Regions from separate parts of the Mus musculus genome. Here region 1 is linked to region 2. The links are chromatin contacts, called in public HiChIP or PLAC-seq maps. All regions are on one chromosome and are shown on one strand. Each heading gives the region's core, a stretch centred on a gene start, on an enhancer-like site or on the middle of the called end of the contact. The rest is flanking DNA. Distances are from core to core; before and after follow the strand shown. Region 1 holds the start of Ptprr (protein tyrosine phosphatase, receptor type, R). Region 2 has its middle 39 kb from the start of Lgr5.

Region 1 (7,569 bases), core at 370-2,869, 390 kb before region 2:
TACATTGTTTGTTTCTAAATTCACAATGCATTTAAATAGCAATTGCTGGGACAAAAAAAGTACTACATCTCACTCCCATCATTGCATACATGAAAAAAAAAACACTCAGTCTTTTGGAGCACTATAACAAGGATTGTAGGTGTGTGTGTGTGTGTGTGTGTGTGTGTGTGTGTGTGTGTTCACAGTAGCATAATACACTCCCACTCGGTGTACTTAGAGAAATGAATGCGTGTGAAAGAAACTCAAAGAAAAGGTCTGTGCTTGCTACAGGATCACTGCATGGACAACTGCGGTCTCGGCAGGGTTCCTGAAATCTCTCTGCCATGTTTTATTTTGGTTCCCGTGTGTGAAAATCACCTAGGGTGCAGTCCAGTGAGCCTGTCCACAGGGTTAGAGGAGCCAGGTGACACCGAATATAAAATTCCTAGGCACTTTATCAGCTGTGCATCCCTAGAACTACACAGTGATTCTTGTGTCCAATCTATTTTTATGTGTTTACACTCTCGCTGCCTCCCATCCAATCTATCCTGGGGACACAGTGATAAAAAACCCCCAGGCTTGTCAGCGTGGTTGGGTTTTTCTTTACTGACTGCGGATACTGACCGTGGTGCTGAAATAGAGAGGAGCCTCCGGTTTGAAACCTTTCCTTCCTCTTATTGGTTCAGAAAACCCGAATGACAAGAGCAGGGGCCAAAGCAGCCTAGAGCAGCATGATGAATAAACCGAGCATTTGGCTCTTAGGGGCGGAGATGCAGACCGTCAGGTTACAGACAGGGCATCCCCGTGAGCGCTCGCTACACTGGGAGATCTTATGGATGTAGCCGCTGCAGTAGGAAGGGCTTCATCCAGCAGGGTGTCTCATCTCTTTTTCCCTGTAAAATGTGCAACCAAGCGCAAAGCCTAGAAGCACAAGCAGGAAAGCTCAATGGAGGGGGGACCAAATCTATATTCACATTAAAAACTGTTCACTCTTCGCCATGCAAGATAAAGAAGGGAGAGCTGAATTTAGCCTAAGTTTTCAGCCCTAGCCTTCCAACAGGTGCACTCTCTCACCCCTCAGACATTATCCCAAATCTTTCTCTGCCAGGCAAGCTTTCCCTGGAGTCCTCTAGCGTGTGCTGTTTCCCATCTTCTCCTTAGCTTCAGCTCTGAACCCCGCAAGCCCTTACCTGCAGCATGAAGATTAAGAAGCAGGCACAGCGCAGGGAAGCCGACCGCTCTCCTCATAGTGTGTGCATTGAGGGTCAGAGGAGAAACTCCGCCGCAACCCCACTCTAGGCTAAGTGCTATTTGAGAGAACCACTGCCAAGAGTCCTTTGATCCCGGGCATCCGATGACAGGGTCCTCCGCTGGGGTACACAGAGCAGTCTGTGGCGTGCCTACAGAACCGAGCACCTGCTTCCTCTCCGCAAGGGATGGGGAGATACGAGAGTAGGATGCTGCGGGAGATGGGGACTCGAGGCTGATGGGGGCAAGACGCTCAGAAGAGGTGAGAGTTTGGCCTTCTGGAAGCCCGCAGCCGGTGGTGACAGTGGGGTGGACTCTAGTGCCAGCCTCCGAGCCAGGCAGCGCCTCTGCTGCCTGTGCAGCTAGCAGCAGCCGAGACACACCGAGGCACTGAGCATGCCCAGCTCCGGCCCTGGCTAGGGAGTTTCAAATCGAAATTCCACCTCTCCGGGTCTTAGCTGAGACTGCGAGGGGAACAAGCTCCACGAGGAGGAGGAGGGGGAGGAGGGGCTGGAGGCTAGCTTTAGGGACCTCCTAAATCTGAGGTCCTAGAGTTCCTCCTAAATCTGGGCGGGGGGAGGAGTTGAGTGGGGAGGGAAGAGGCGGGGCCAGGACCACAGAAACCCAAGGAGGGAAGTGGAGGGGGCCACTCATCTGGTTCCTTCCTCACATTTTTGAATCACGCGTGGACTCAGCTCACTGTGGCAACTAAATGCTTGCAGGCTGACCAGTTTCCCAGTATGTCCCCACCCTAGTGAAGCATAGGCAAGCAGCGAGTTCTGGCCTGGTTGGGCAAATGTTCCCACTTACAGCCTGCTGTGTTTAAGCAAACGGGATATTCCGAGAGCGCCCCCTTCTTGCCAATGAGCTCACCCCAGGCTTCTTTCTTCCAATCTTTGTACTTCCACTAAATTCAAGCCTCAAGTCTTTGACTGGAGTGCTTGAAAACAGGGAGGTCATACTTACAGGGTAGGGAAGTACACCCGTGTAATACGAAGGAAAGGAACGGTCTTTGGTGTTTTATGGAAATAATTACCTAAGATTTTATCATTAATTTAAAAAATAATGTATTGGGGTATTTTGCTTGCATGCCTGTCTGTCCACCACGCCTGTGTGTCATTGCCCTCAGAGGTCAAATGAGGTTGTTAAAAGGCTAGGATTGGATTTATGGATGGTTGCGAACTGCCACGCGGTCGCAGGAATAAGACCCGGGTCTTCTGGGAAAGTAAGGAGAGCTTTTCACAGCTGAGCCACTCAAGCCTTATCAACTTAACTCGACTTCTCCGCTCCAATCCTGTACCTTTAACGAGGCTCGCACAGTGTGCAAATATATGCACTTTTAGTTCCTTTACCTAAGTTGGTAGGATGAAGATCCTTACCATTCTAGTGACTAATTACTCTAAGGCCAAATGTCCCTCAGCCAAGCTCCCTTCAAGACTGTTCATCTTCTGCTTCTATTCGCAGGTTTCCCTTCTGCCTCTTCGGCAATGGACCTCACTCAGACCACTGCCCACCCAGTTGCTTACAAAGGTCTAAATTTGTTTTTTTCTTAAGAAGCTTTGGGCTAACCTGACATTATAATGTCCTTCCTCTTCCCCGCTTTTTGAACACCGCCACACACACACACACACACACACACACACACACACACATATATATATATATATATATATATATATATATATATATATTTTTTTTTTCCTCTCTCTCTCTCAAACGGTTCGTTTATCTGTGACACACATTTCGCCAACTGCAGGCTCTTTGAGAAGCTCTAAATTTTGCATTAACTTAAATTGAATAAAATCGTGCTGGCCAAATACGAGGTAGTAATAAGTGCTCATTGAATTGAACTGCGAGGCTCATTGAGTGCTTTCTTCCTGCATCCCCTGAGGACTGAGACAGCTAATAGGAAGCCAGATAATCAACAGAACCGAAATTAGGACCGGCCTCAAAGGCTCTGGGTGCTCAGGCAGTGCCACCTATTTCTTTTATAATTTTTTGTATCAAGAGCTCTGAGAAGACAAGGCCAGGAATTAAACTCTAACAGGTGGAGTGTGAGCAAGATGACATGTATTTTTAATACCTCACCATTCTCTCTGTCCTAAAAATAGAAGCATAAAAAGCACTCTTGCTGCTCCCCTGGTTGTGCCTGTGACTGTAGTGGGCTCTGCCTCTGAGGACCAGAGTTTCGCCGAGACTTTTCTGCAATCTTTTCTGCAGCTTTGACCCTTGCATCAGAGTTTCTTTTTCTGTTTCTGTTTGCCATATTATTTTCTGATATACAGGCAGTTATATTTCTATAGTTTATATTCTTTCATCCATACTCCTTTGGCCCTAGGATACAATCTCTAGAATGACAGAGTTGTAGACAGGGTTTCTATTCCTGCACAAAACATCATGACCAAGAAACAAGTTGGGGAGGAAAGGGTTTATTCATCTTACACTTCCCACATTGTTGTTCATCACCAAAGGAAGTCAGGACTGGAACGCAAGCAGGTCAGGAAGCTGATACAGAGGCCATCGAGGAATGTTACTTACTGGCTTGCTTCCCTTGGCTTGCTCAGCTTGCTCTCTTATAGAACCCAAGACTACCAGCCCAGGGATGGCACTGCCCACAAGGGGCCTTTCCCCCTTGATCACCAACTGAGAAAATGTCTCACAGCTGGATCTCATGGAGGCATTTCCCCAACTGAAACTCCAACCTTTGTCAAGTTGACACACAAAACCAGCCAGTACAGACTTTTGGGGGGCTTTACTCACTTTAAGTAACCCAACTGCCCAGACCAACACTTCACACAACAACCATGCTCAAAACCAATAAAGGTCATCTGGATGAGATGCTCCAAAACAGGTGGGCAGCCTGGCTGGTACTGCTACTGAATTTATCTCCCAGATGCACTGTATACCCATGTTTAGAGGTAAGTGGAGTAAAATCCTTCTTAGCTATGACTGCTGGTGCATGGATGGAGTCAGGAGGGAAATAATATCAGTGTGCTTGCAGAAGATGCACCTTCCTAATTTTATGCCTCTTTAAAACAATATTCAAGCTTACATAAGTGTTCAAGAAGATAATATGGCTACAGTCATGAATCCATGCTGCATCAGTGCCAAGAATATCTTGCTTTTCCATAGATAATTCTAACCTTTACTTTGGGGGAGGGGGGATGTAAAATTTCAATTAATATAATTGGTTTTGACTTTGCCAGCAAGCAGCCTGCTAGCTATGTACTTTGCCTAAGGCTACAGGTAGCTGAATGAAAAACCACATGAAAATCTCTTTAACAGGAAAATTTTTTTTTTCTATTTTGACTAGAGTAGTTCAGAATTGTAAAAATAACCTTAACTGGGCTGTTATTTTGGGGCCTGGATATTCATTATTACTTTCCTACTCAAAAAATAAAATATAAAAAAGATAGGGGGCAAGAATACTGGCTCATCAGTTAGGAGTATCCCCAAACCTACGTTGGGTGGCACATGACCACCAGTAATTTCAACTCCAGTGACTCTAACCTCCTCCTCTGTCCTCTAAGAACACCTGTACACAACACATGGCATACACGTGGATAATATTATCCATTTTTGATTTAAAACATATTTCCTACAATAGATTCTGATCATTGTTTCTCCTTTTTCATATTCTCCCTACCTCCTCTCCCATCTAACTCTACACCCTCTTCTGGTAAGCGTCCACATTAGCCTGGGTATACAGAGTTGAAACTATCCACTTAGGACATCCTTCTTGGAGCACTTGAAGTGGACAAATCAGGTTCATCGACTGGGTTTCTTATTATTTAGGCTTCCATTATTTGGACAGAGTGATGGATAACATTCCTTAAAGCCTTCCTTCATGCCAATCTCTGTCTTAAGCAAATGAATTCCCAGTCTAAACTTTCACAGTAGCCAACTCAAAAGTAAGCGGTGACAGCTAGCAGAAATCTAAGTATTCCTTGCTAACGTAGGCATTGTTTGTTGTTATGTGCAGCCATGGAGACTGGCATATTTCTGACTCTCTGCTTTGGCAATATATGCCTCGACACTAATCCCATCTAGAAATTTTGATACCAGAATGCTCTGACAAGTAATCTCACAGAACACGCATATTCACACTCATGTGTTCAGTGGTAGGCTGCTCACTTGAGTTAGGTAGGTGGTCAGAGATAGGGCAAGAGATGCTGACCCTGAACATCAGTAAAACTCTGATTTTAGAGACTTTCCACAGGAGAATGAATCATTCCTTATGGTAGTGGACTCTTGCCTTAGAAATGCCCTAAAAAAAAAAAAGACTACAGGCTACGCTTAGAAGAACATGTCAGCAGGAGTTTAAGGAAGAATGGAATAAATGATTTCTCTGTAGAGGCTGTGGAAAGAGGTGGAGAAAGAGGTATAACAGGCAGGGCTGTATTGGTAGACAGCAAGAAATGGATTGAGCCTGGGTAGCACATTAGCTCTGTCTCTGCTCTACATGAGGAGAAACATGGGATGGGGGGTTGTGGTAACCAGTGTAAGGGACATGAAATAGCTAAGGAGATACAGGGGCTTCCTATCATATGTGGAATCCATAGCTACCAGTGACCAATTCCTCACTGAGACTTACCCTGTCCTTTATAAAACCTCATGAGCAATCTCAAAGACCATCTTCTTTTGTTTGAGAGGCATCTTTCATGAGAGGCAAAGAGAATAGTCTTCCACGTAAAGAGCTGATGCGAGCTGAAGAATATTTAGAGTAAGATGGCTGAGAATGAAAAGGAATGACCTGGAAAATTATAATAAAAGACATAAGGTTTAAATTTGTGAATTTGCCATTAAGTAAAAAAAAAATATATATATATATTCTCCAGCTGTATCAAGGAAGAGCCATCGACCCTCTGCACTCATGAAGAGAAGTACTACAATTCAAAGAATACAAGTTAGCACCCTGTGCTTACACAAGAGCTTTGTGGAGTATTGATTTATTTTTGGAATTGAGGTGACAACCAAAACCCATGTAGCTTAGTAGTTTCACTGGCATGTTGTATCCAACCATTGGCCAAGCTGTCTTTGAGCTCAGGTCTTCTGACTCATGGTTCTGTGCTGGTGCTATATGGGATGTATCACTTCTGTTTAGGGATTGGGCTCACTTCTGTTGTTCAGCCATAAAGGATGAAATCTGTCATTCACAGCAAATGTGTGGAACCAGAGGACACTAAGTTAAATAAGCTGGACACAGAAATTAGATAACTAGATTCCCCCATGCTCACTCACATAATGTTGAGGCTTAGAAAAAAATTGAACCTGACTAATGAATAATGATTATGGGAGATGAAGGATGGGCAGGAGAAAGGAATTAAACAGGAGTCAGGGGGTCTGGATTTGACTAGTGCACACTGTATGAATGTGCTGAAACACCACACACAACTCATTAATACTTACAATTAATAAATGCTGATCAAAATAAGGCTGAAAGTTATTGGGGTCATCTTAAGTTCATAAAATAGTATAATAGTTAACTAAAAAGCACACCAAAAAATTTCCAAAATATGAGCTAGAAAAGATTTAAGTTGCATTTTTTTCTCTTTCAAAAAACAGACTTCAATATAGAAAAATCACAATATTATTTTATAATATAACATTTCTGGTTTTGTTGAGATTTATATATTTGAGTTATTTGATATATTTAAGGTATATATTCTAAGAAACAAATACATATTTGCTATGTATGTATATATGAATCATTCTGTTTAGTAAAATACAAAATATCACAGGATGTAAGTGCCTGTACATTTTGTTATGAGTTCACTATTAAAATTTTATTTCAAAACTCTCCTTAGATCTAGCTCTTGGTACCAACACATCATCCTGTCATCTGTTCTGTCACTGCACAGGTTGGATTCATCCAAGATGTTGGTAAAAGATTTATTTACAAACCATTGACTCTCTTGTATTAGCTCTCTGTCCATCCCAAGGCATTCATCAGGCAGCACTTAGATCATCCATCATCCTGACCTGCACAGATCCTTCTAATGTTGCTTAGACTAGCTACTTGGGAATATCTAAACACGTGCTCTATGCTGTTCTTTCAAACCTCCTTTAATCAGGCCACTCTGGAGCTACTGGGACTATAAGAATATCCAAGGGATACAGATATGAGTAGTCAACCCTTCCATCAATCTCCATTCCGATTGCATTGCCTTTCCACATAACTACAAGATGATCTAATAGTGTCCCCATATATGAGCTTCTATGCTTCTCTGACTGGCTGCATGCTTTCTCCAACTAAGATGCAGTTCTGTTGTTTTCTCTTTCTCATATTTCTTCCTTCCCTTGATGCAGATAGACTTGTCTACAGTAGTGAATGATGGAGTT
Region 2 (7,911 bases), core at 5,094-7,593:
ATCCAATGCGCAAAACAACAAAGAAACACAAGTAACAGCCGGGCATGGTGGCACATGCCTATATTCCCAGCACTCGGGAGGCAGAGGCAGGTGGATTTCTGAGTTCAAGGCCAGGCTGGTCTACAAAGTGAGTTCCAGGACAGTCAGGGCTCTACAGAGAAACCCTGTCTCGAAAAACCAAAGAAAAGAGGAAAAGGGAAAGGGAAAGGGAAAGGGAAAGGGAAAGGGAAAGGGAAAGGGAAAGGGAAAGGGAAAGGGAAAGGGAAAGGGGAAGGGGAAGGGGAAGGGGAAGGGGAAGGGGAAGGGGAAGGGGAAGGGAAAGGGAAAGAAAAAGAAAAAAAGAAAAAGAAAAAGAAAAGAAAGAAACACAAGTAACATAACACAAGTGCCAATGACGGTTCATGCCTGTTGTAGGATTTTCCCTGTCCAATCAAACTAGGGCAGTGGAAGGCCCGTGACTGGACAGGAAAAAGGGAGGTGGAACTAAGAGTTGCAGAGACAGAGAGCCTCTCAGAGTAGGAGGAGAACCAAGATAGCTGTGGACATGTACCTGCGTGGCGTTTTCCAGCCACAAGTAGCTATGATTTCACAAGGTTAGAAATACTGGGATAAAGCTATTATCATTATCAATTGGCTTTGAAATTATTGTATTGGCATCTTGTAAATTGTGGTATTATTGATACATAAATCTAATTGGTTAATTAGGCATTAAGAGTCTTGATTCTACTGGGGTACTGGATATTGTGATGTGTTGGCTGATGGTGGGGTGCAAGAAGAACTAGCGTGGGGGCGTGGGAGCTAGAGAGATGGCCTGGTGGGAGCCCTGTGTTCCAGCATGGCCAGAGAGTTGGCAGGCCAGCAGGAGCCATGGTCCTACACCAGACCGGCTGGATGGTTCATTTTTTAATATTTCCTGCAACATGTGCCCAAATATCTTACCTGTGTATAGAATCCTGAACTATCTACTATAACTCTAACCTTGTCCTCTTCCCTTCCATTTCCAACCACAGCACCAACTTTTGTTCCTTCACCTTTATGGGAAGAACTATGTTCACATGGAAGGTCTGCATTTACTGAATTCCCATAGGTCTATCACCTCCTACCATGGTTCCAGTGTGTCCCTGAAGGCTTTGTATAAGAAAATGTAACTCCCATGTAAGGTATTAGAGGTGTGAAAGTGTAATTCAGTTATGGTGTCCACAAATGGGGCCTCCGGAGGTGCTTAGAGTTAGATGAGGTTATCAGGATGCGGCTCCCATAATACAATCCCGGTGGCCCGGTATAAATACAGATGAAAAGAACCACACACATGCTTCCTGCCATTTGCCATGTGATACTCTGCAACCCCAAGGGACGGTTCCATCAAGGAACTACATCCTTCACCGAATGTATCCCTCCATCCATGGACCTCCATGTATCCATAGTAATCTTTTGTTATAAAGTTGTTCAGCTTCAGGTGAATATCAGTAAACTGAAGGCTGCCTCAGCTCACCCTGTCCATCCATTCCAGCACCAAGATTAGAATACAGTTTATCTTCCAGTCTCCACTATTCCCTCATTTCCTCGGGGAGTATCATAAATGGTAAAACTTACTCTTCACTTTATATATGGTGATCTCTGCATATAACCTTTTTTCTTGGGGTCGTGGGGGGGGGGAGACAATGTTTCTCTGTGTATCCCTGGCTGTCCTAGAACTCACTTTGTAGACCAGGCTGGCCTCAACTCAGAAATCCACCTGCCTCTGCCTCCTGAGTGCTGGGAATAAAGGTGTGCGCCACCATGCCCAACTTTGCATATAACCTTTAAATTGAGATTCTACTTCACATTAAAGGCTTCTTTTGCTTGCAAAATCAAATTTTTCTTCACACCCCCAATCAAGTTAAGTACCCATTTCTGCTAGCTTACAACTCTATTGTATTTTTCTTTTAAATTTATGTTTATGTTATTTTACTTAGAGGAGTGTTTGCTTGAGTGTGTCTATGTGTGCCGTGCGTGTGCTTGCAGTGCCTATGAAGTTCAGAAGAGGGCATCTAGTTCCCTGGAACTGGAATTATGAATGGTTATAAGCCAACACTAGGTTCTAGGAACCTAACTCCGCTCCCAGGCAAGAACAGCTGTTGTGCTGTCTCTCCAGCCATCTCGTCCCTGATTTTTTTTTAAATAAGCTTACCTTGATTTTTTTTTATCTAATCATCCATCTAGTCCATCAGGTGCTTGAAGATATGAGTCATGTATGGCTTATGTCATTCCTTACAGGGTCCATCATATTTCCCTGAACATAGAAGTTGTTGAACAAATTTCTCTAAATTCAATTATATCCTTTCACTCAACAATCGTTCTGTTGATTTCCAGCTACGCAAGGTAGAACAGAAATCACTCAAGAAAGTAAAATAACCTATTTATTGATAATAACAATAATAATACTTCCAGGCAATTTATTAGGATGACTCAAGTTCAAGGCAATACTCCACACATTCTAGAATAAATTCCACAGAGGATAAATTGCATATCACTGACTCAAAACCTATAAATATTTCTCAAGTAATATTGACACAGGATGGTGAATTCCAGAAACTTTTGAAAACCACTAATCATTCACATTCCTTCCAAAATGTCACACAGTGTAAAACTGATGGATCTTTTGTGACCTGATGACATTTGTCTCCATTCCTGAAAGTATTATGATGGAAATGCGGTCTTCTGTCATCCTGCTACAGTTGGTACAAATCCACTGGATACTTTCAAAAAAATATTTTGGGAACACAACAGTCATGAAAACCAATGTCTGCCTGTCCCAGCAGGGGATAGTAAAAGGCTTTACAAAGACCAGATGGGATTTAAGAGTGTTTCTAAAACATGCAGTGTTCCAAGAGAGCTCAGTCACTTTGTGAACAACTCAAAGCAAATATATTTGTTTCCATTATACATACTTTTCTTTCTTAAGAAATCCTAAAATTTTCCAACAAAAGTTTTAGCACAGACATTTGACATTTTTTCTCTTAAAATTAAACTATAATTATTTATGTTTTGGATGCTATTCACTATCATTTGTGGCTGTGTAAAAAACTTTCTAACAGTGCCACAAATCTAGACCCTACCATATTCGAAGGAAATAGTAACCCTGATTTCAAAGTGTTAAGGGCCTGATCCACTGGAAAGCCAGAGGAGTCTTATTTCTTCCAATTGACTATTTTATATGATTAAATTTAACCTTGTAATTAGGCAGGTGTTGACATCTTGATAAACATTTTATAAAATCGTAATTGATATTCAATAAGATATTGCCTAAAAGCACATTATTATCTAATTTTCATTTTAAAGGATGGTTTTTCTTGAACTCTTCTGGGAACGTGGATGATGACTGTAAAATAGAATTAGTTTCTGGTCAAAGTCAGCAGGGCAGACAGACCACTCCTGCAGGAGCAAATCACATGCACAGTTGGATTTTATTGCATAATTTTTGCTCAAATGGCATGCTGCTAGAGGCAAGCAGACTGATCACATAGAGTTGTTGCTGTTGTTTTATTGCAATTAACATTACAAAAATGATTCTCTTTGCCTTGGCGCACTGCACACGCATCACATGGGCACACAATCAATGTTTGCAATCCAGAGGAAGCAGATGAAAGTCGCCCTCGGGTTATAGTTTAGTTGCACTTAATATGTTGTCTTAATTTCCTCCCCCATTTGTTACAATTTTTAAAACCTGACAAAACCGACTCTAGGCTAGAAAATGTGCGTTTTAGCTCACAAGTCCAGATTACATCCATCCCTACAAGGAAACCGTGGATGAAGGAAGCAAATAGTGGTACCCGCAGACGGGAATACAGAAGCGTTGATTTCATTCTCGTGTTCAGCTCACTTTCACACTTTCATACGGCCATAGCCTGCACCCAGGGGATGCTACCATAAACTTTTACGCTGGTCTTCTCACACGAATTGATGTAATTCTCACACGAATTGATGTAATGGAGATAAATCGCCTGAGACATGCCCACTGGCAGCCCTATCTCTTCCTCATTGAGACTGTTTTCTCTGGTGATGGTAGATTGTGTCAACTTGACAACTAAACAAATGATTATACATGTTAAAATACACACACATGCACACACACACACACACACACACACACACATACATACATACACACACACACACACACACACGCAACTGAGAGAAAAGAGAATCTGTGAGTCCCAACTGGGCCTGTGAATACAGAGGCCACTTCTCTGTCCACTGTACTATAGCGCTTACCTCAGAAAAACTGACACTTCACATCAAGATGAGGCAATATCAGAAATCAGGGACAAATATCTGTTCCATAACTGGATGACAGTCCTCAGGGAGACACATTCAAGGTCTCCAGTTTCCTAACACAGGGAGTCAAGAAAGAGCTAAGTTTGCTGTCAATGTCCCTCTAATCTACAGAGTAGCTATCATAGCAAACAGGTTACACCACTCTCCTTCGAATGTTCTTGCATGACTCCCTTTGTACCCAGGAAGAAGTTGCAGCTCTCTAGAATGCTAGCCGGAGGCCTTTATGAGCTGGACTTACTTAGAACTTTAGCGTCTCCTCTTTGCCTGGCCTCCCTCCCTTTGTGCTGCACAATGGCATGCCACCCCATGGTAGCATGCTTCACTGAAAACCTCAACAGACTTTTCTTACTTTCTCCTAGACTATATCCACCCATAGCTGAGGCTACCACTTAAAGAATCCCCTCAAAAAAATCCCTCAAACTGGCCTTAGTACCCTGAACTAAATTTCACTGAATCTGATGCTGGCCTGCATTTCATTCTCTCAGAAACCCAATGACTTAGACCTCCTGAGGTTTTTTCTGATTTAAAAACTGGTAAAGAAAAAGTCTCAACAAGTCCTACACTTAATTAGTGGCTGTCATGTAACAGTGTCCTCCAAGTCTGAAACTGTTCCGTCCCGAAGGGAAGCCTCTTGAGCAAGAAGGTAAACAACTCTAGATAGCTTCAGGAAGTCCCTGAAATTGACCAGACTCTCTAGTCCCCTCCCTGTCGGAATAAACAGTAAAAGCTGAGAGCTCCTCTCTGATGGGAAAAAGCTGAGCTACAAAGAAGACTCTGAGCCCAAAACAGCTGCTTGAAAGAAGCAGAGACCAGCTGGAAGAGGTTTAAATAAACTGAGTCATTCGGAAAGAACACTCTAACCTGTTGAGCTGCCTGCAGGCAGTGTGGCCCAGGTTCCCAGCCCTGTGAGCTGTCACATGTGCTGGAGTGGACTTTAGCAATGCGGCCATTTCTGATCCTGTAAACAACCCCTCATCCATACTTCAGTAAGTAATTCTAATAAAACTCATTGGTTCACCAAGTTGGACTTGGCAGTATCTGTACTTTGGTCTGTTATGTCCTCCCTATCTAGTGTGAGTAAATGTGTATTGCATCTCTCCAAGAAAAACTTTGTCATGCAACAGTGGTATAAGAAAATTTACAACCTTGTACCTTACTATCACACTATATAAACATTCAGAGTACAACACTAATCCAAACCATTATGGATTCTTATTAAATCATATTTTATGGGTGTGGCATCTAATGCATGTTCATGTATACACATACATATTTACTTAACGCTTAGCTTAAGCTGTAGAAGGCATATTTCATGCTCACTAAATGTTAGCCACTATCGACATCATTATTAGCATTAGCATCTTGGTTTGGACAGAGCTCACGGCGTTCACAGGGAAAACCCCAGGAATCAGGCCAAAGCCAGGGCCTTTCTGAATGGCGACATTAGTTAGACATGATAGTTTTTCAAACTACTTCCCTTCTTTTCTTCCTCCAGAAATCTTTAATACTAATCTGTACTGTGCTTCTAAAACAGACAAAACGAGCTTTCTCTCAAAGGAAATTCCTTTTCACATCCATTCACCAGCAAATAATCCTCGGTTATTGAGGGCTGCAGTGAGGTCTGCAGCGTGCATGTGTTTGCTGTCTCGACTCCGTCAGTGTTTTCGTGTGATACCCATCTTGATCCGTTTGGCTAGACTTAGGCCCATTATTTGGGAGGCCAAGGTAGAGTGAGTTTGTACAAAACTATTTCTTTGGGGATGTGAAACTGAATCTTCTCCCAATAGCGGCAGCATCTATTTAAATCTGATTTTGCGGGAACTCAAGTGGGAAACAATGAGAACAGGAACTATCTGCTATTAAATATGTTTCCTGTAACCCGAGCTCCATAAATTAAGTCTCGTGGTTCTCCACTTGTTCCAGCTTGGGGACCACGTTTAAATCAGCAGGGGTTTGTGAGTGCAGGCCAATGGCAGGCTTATGGGTTTCACAGAGAAACAAAGCTGACTCAGTGAGGGTACAGCGCATGCGCAGTCTTCATTTCAAGTGTACTTAGCCCTGAAGAGCCGTGTCAGCACCCTGAGTCTGGGACCCATCCCTCCTCACTGAAAACTATGTGCCCACTTTAACATACTTAGGATTTTTCTTTTGAAAGGCAGTCCAGACTTTGAGATGTCTCTTCAATGCTCGCATAAGAAAGTAAAATAAGATGTTTGGTTATCGTCTCATTCACTCTAGCAGACATAACTGTAATGTATAATTTTAAAATATAAGTACAGCATACGTTGTGATTTATAATTTTTAATTTCCAAAGGTTAAATTGAAAATATTTAGAGCTAGGTGGGCAAAGCTAGACATTCCTGTAGTTTTAGCGCTGGGAGGCTGAGGCAGGGGGGCTGTCTCAGGTCAGTGTGGGCTACGTAGTAAGATCAAATGCCGCCTGGGGCTACATGTGAGGCTATGAGTCATAACCAAACATGTAGTGATGTATTGCAATCCATATGTACATATATACTCAAGAGCTAAAACCTGGCAATATCTATAAACGGTGACATGAAAGACTGAACGTCATTAGCACAGTGAGTAATGCAGGTTCCTCACCAGCACACGGTTAGAAGGCAAACAGCAAGACACTGAATGGATGACTTAATTGGGATGTTTTCTGAAAACAACACAAGAAAAATTCTTAAGTAAAAACAACATCAGAGTTTATAAAGAGGAAAATACAAAGAAACACTTAAGGTCTCTTGAATGCACAGGGTTTTAGCATGGACACTCTCAGGATGTGTCATAGATGTCTACACTGCAAGTTTATAGAAACTTACAGTTTATACACATGAGATTTTATGTAGACATCATTGTTTTTGTATCAGCAGTTCTCAACATGGGGGCCAAATGCCCCGTTCACAGGGTTCACCTGGGAGGATCAGAAAGTACGGATGTTTACATTACATTCATAGTAGTAGCAAAGTTAGTTATTAAATAGCAACAAAAATAATTTTATCATTTGGGGGTCACCACAACATAAGGAACTATGTTAAAGGGTCACAGCATTAAAGAGGTTAAGGACCACTATTTTATATGAGTTTAAATATAGTAAGTATTCCTTAGAAAGTTTTTGATGGCTTAAGCTAATAAGTTCATTTTTTTTCTTACAGTCTATTTAAAGTTCTTTAACATCACCAATTTTTTGGCCATATTCAGGGTATTGCTTCTAAAGATAAAGAGATAGATGTGGTATTCTGCACGTGTAAACATAGAGATGATAACTGTCATTTTAATTGCACACAATTATATATGTATGATATGTAAATCACATAAATAAATATGTATATATCAAGATTATGGATAAACAAGGAAACATGACACCACCAAAAGAACTAAATATTCTTCTGCTAGTTAAACTTAAATCAATAGAAATTCTCAAACTGTCTGATGAAGCATTCAAAATCATCTTCTAAAAAAAAAAGTTCCATGACTACAACATAACCAGGTAGGAATCTTAATGGAATCAGAATAATAAATGAATACACTGAGAAGTTCAACTAAATAAAATAATCTTTAAAAGAACCAAACAAATCTACAGCAAAAGAA

What was found. HiChIP or PLAC-seq counts read pairs in DNA pulled down with a chosen protein or histone mark.
Region 1: an H3K4me3 HiChIP or PLAC-seq map of embryonic forebrain shows a contact between it and region 2, with 5 times the contacts expected there. The contact joins the promoter of Ptprr here to the enhancer-like site in region 2. A contact is called at or near these places in 13 of 39 promoter capture datasets (the 3T3-L1 cell line, 3T3-L1-derived adipocytes, the HPC-7 cell line and 8 more), 2 of 115 datasets of contacts at active chromatin or transcription factors (astrocytes and embryonic forebrain) and 1 of 9 other capture datasets (embryonic stem cells).

The regions. Positions count from the first base shown.
Region 1 is chr10:116,012,413-116,019,981 of GRCm38.p6, reverse strand. Ptprr (protein tyrosine phosphatase, receptor type, R) reads right to left here and starts at 1,619. Exons shown (of 14, transcript NM_011217.2): 1 at 1,170-1,619. The coding sequence starts at 1,227.
Region 2 is chr10:115,622,518-115,630,428 of GRCm38.p6, reverse strand. No RefSeq gene overlaps it. Among named protein-coding and RNA genes, the nearest start is that of Lgr5, 39 kb to the right of the region's middle. Within about 2 kb of position 6,343, at least 21 of the 459 cell types and tissues checked have an H3K27ac peak or open chromatin away from gene starts, as enhancers often do.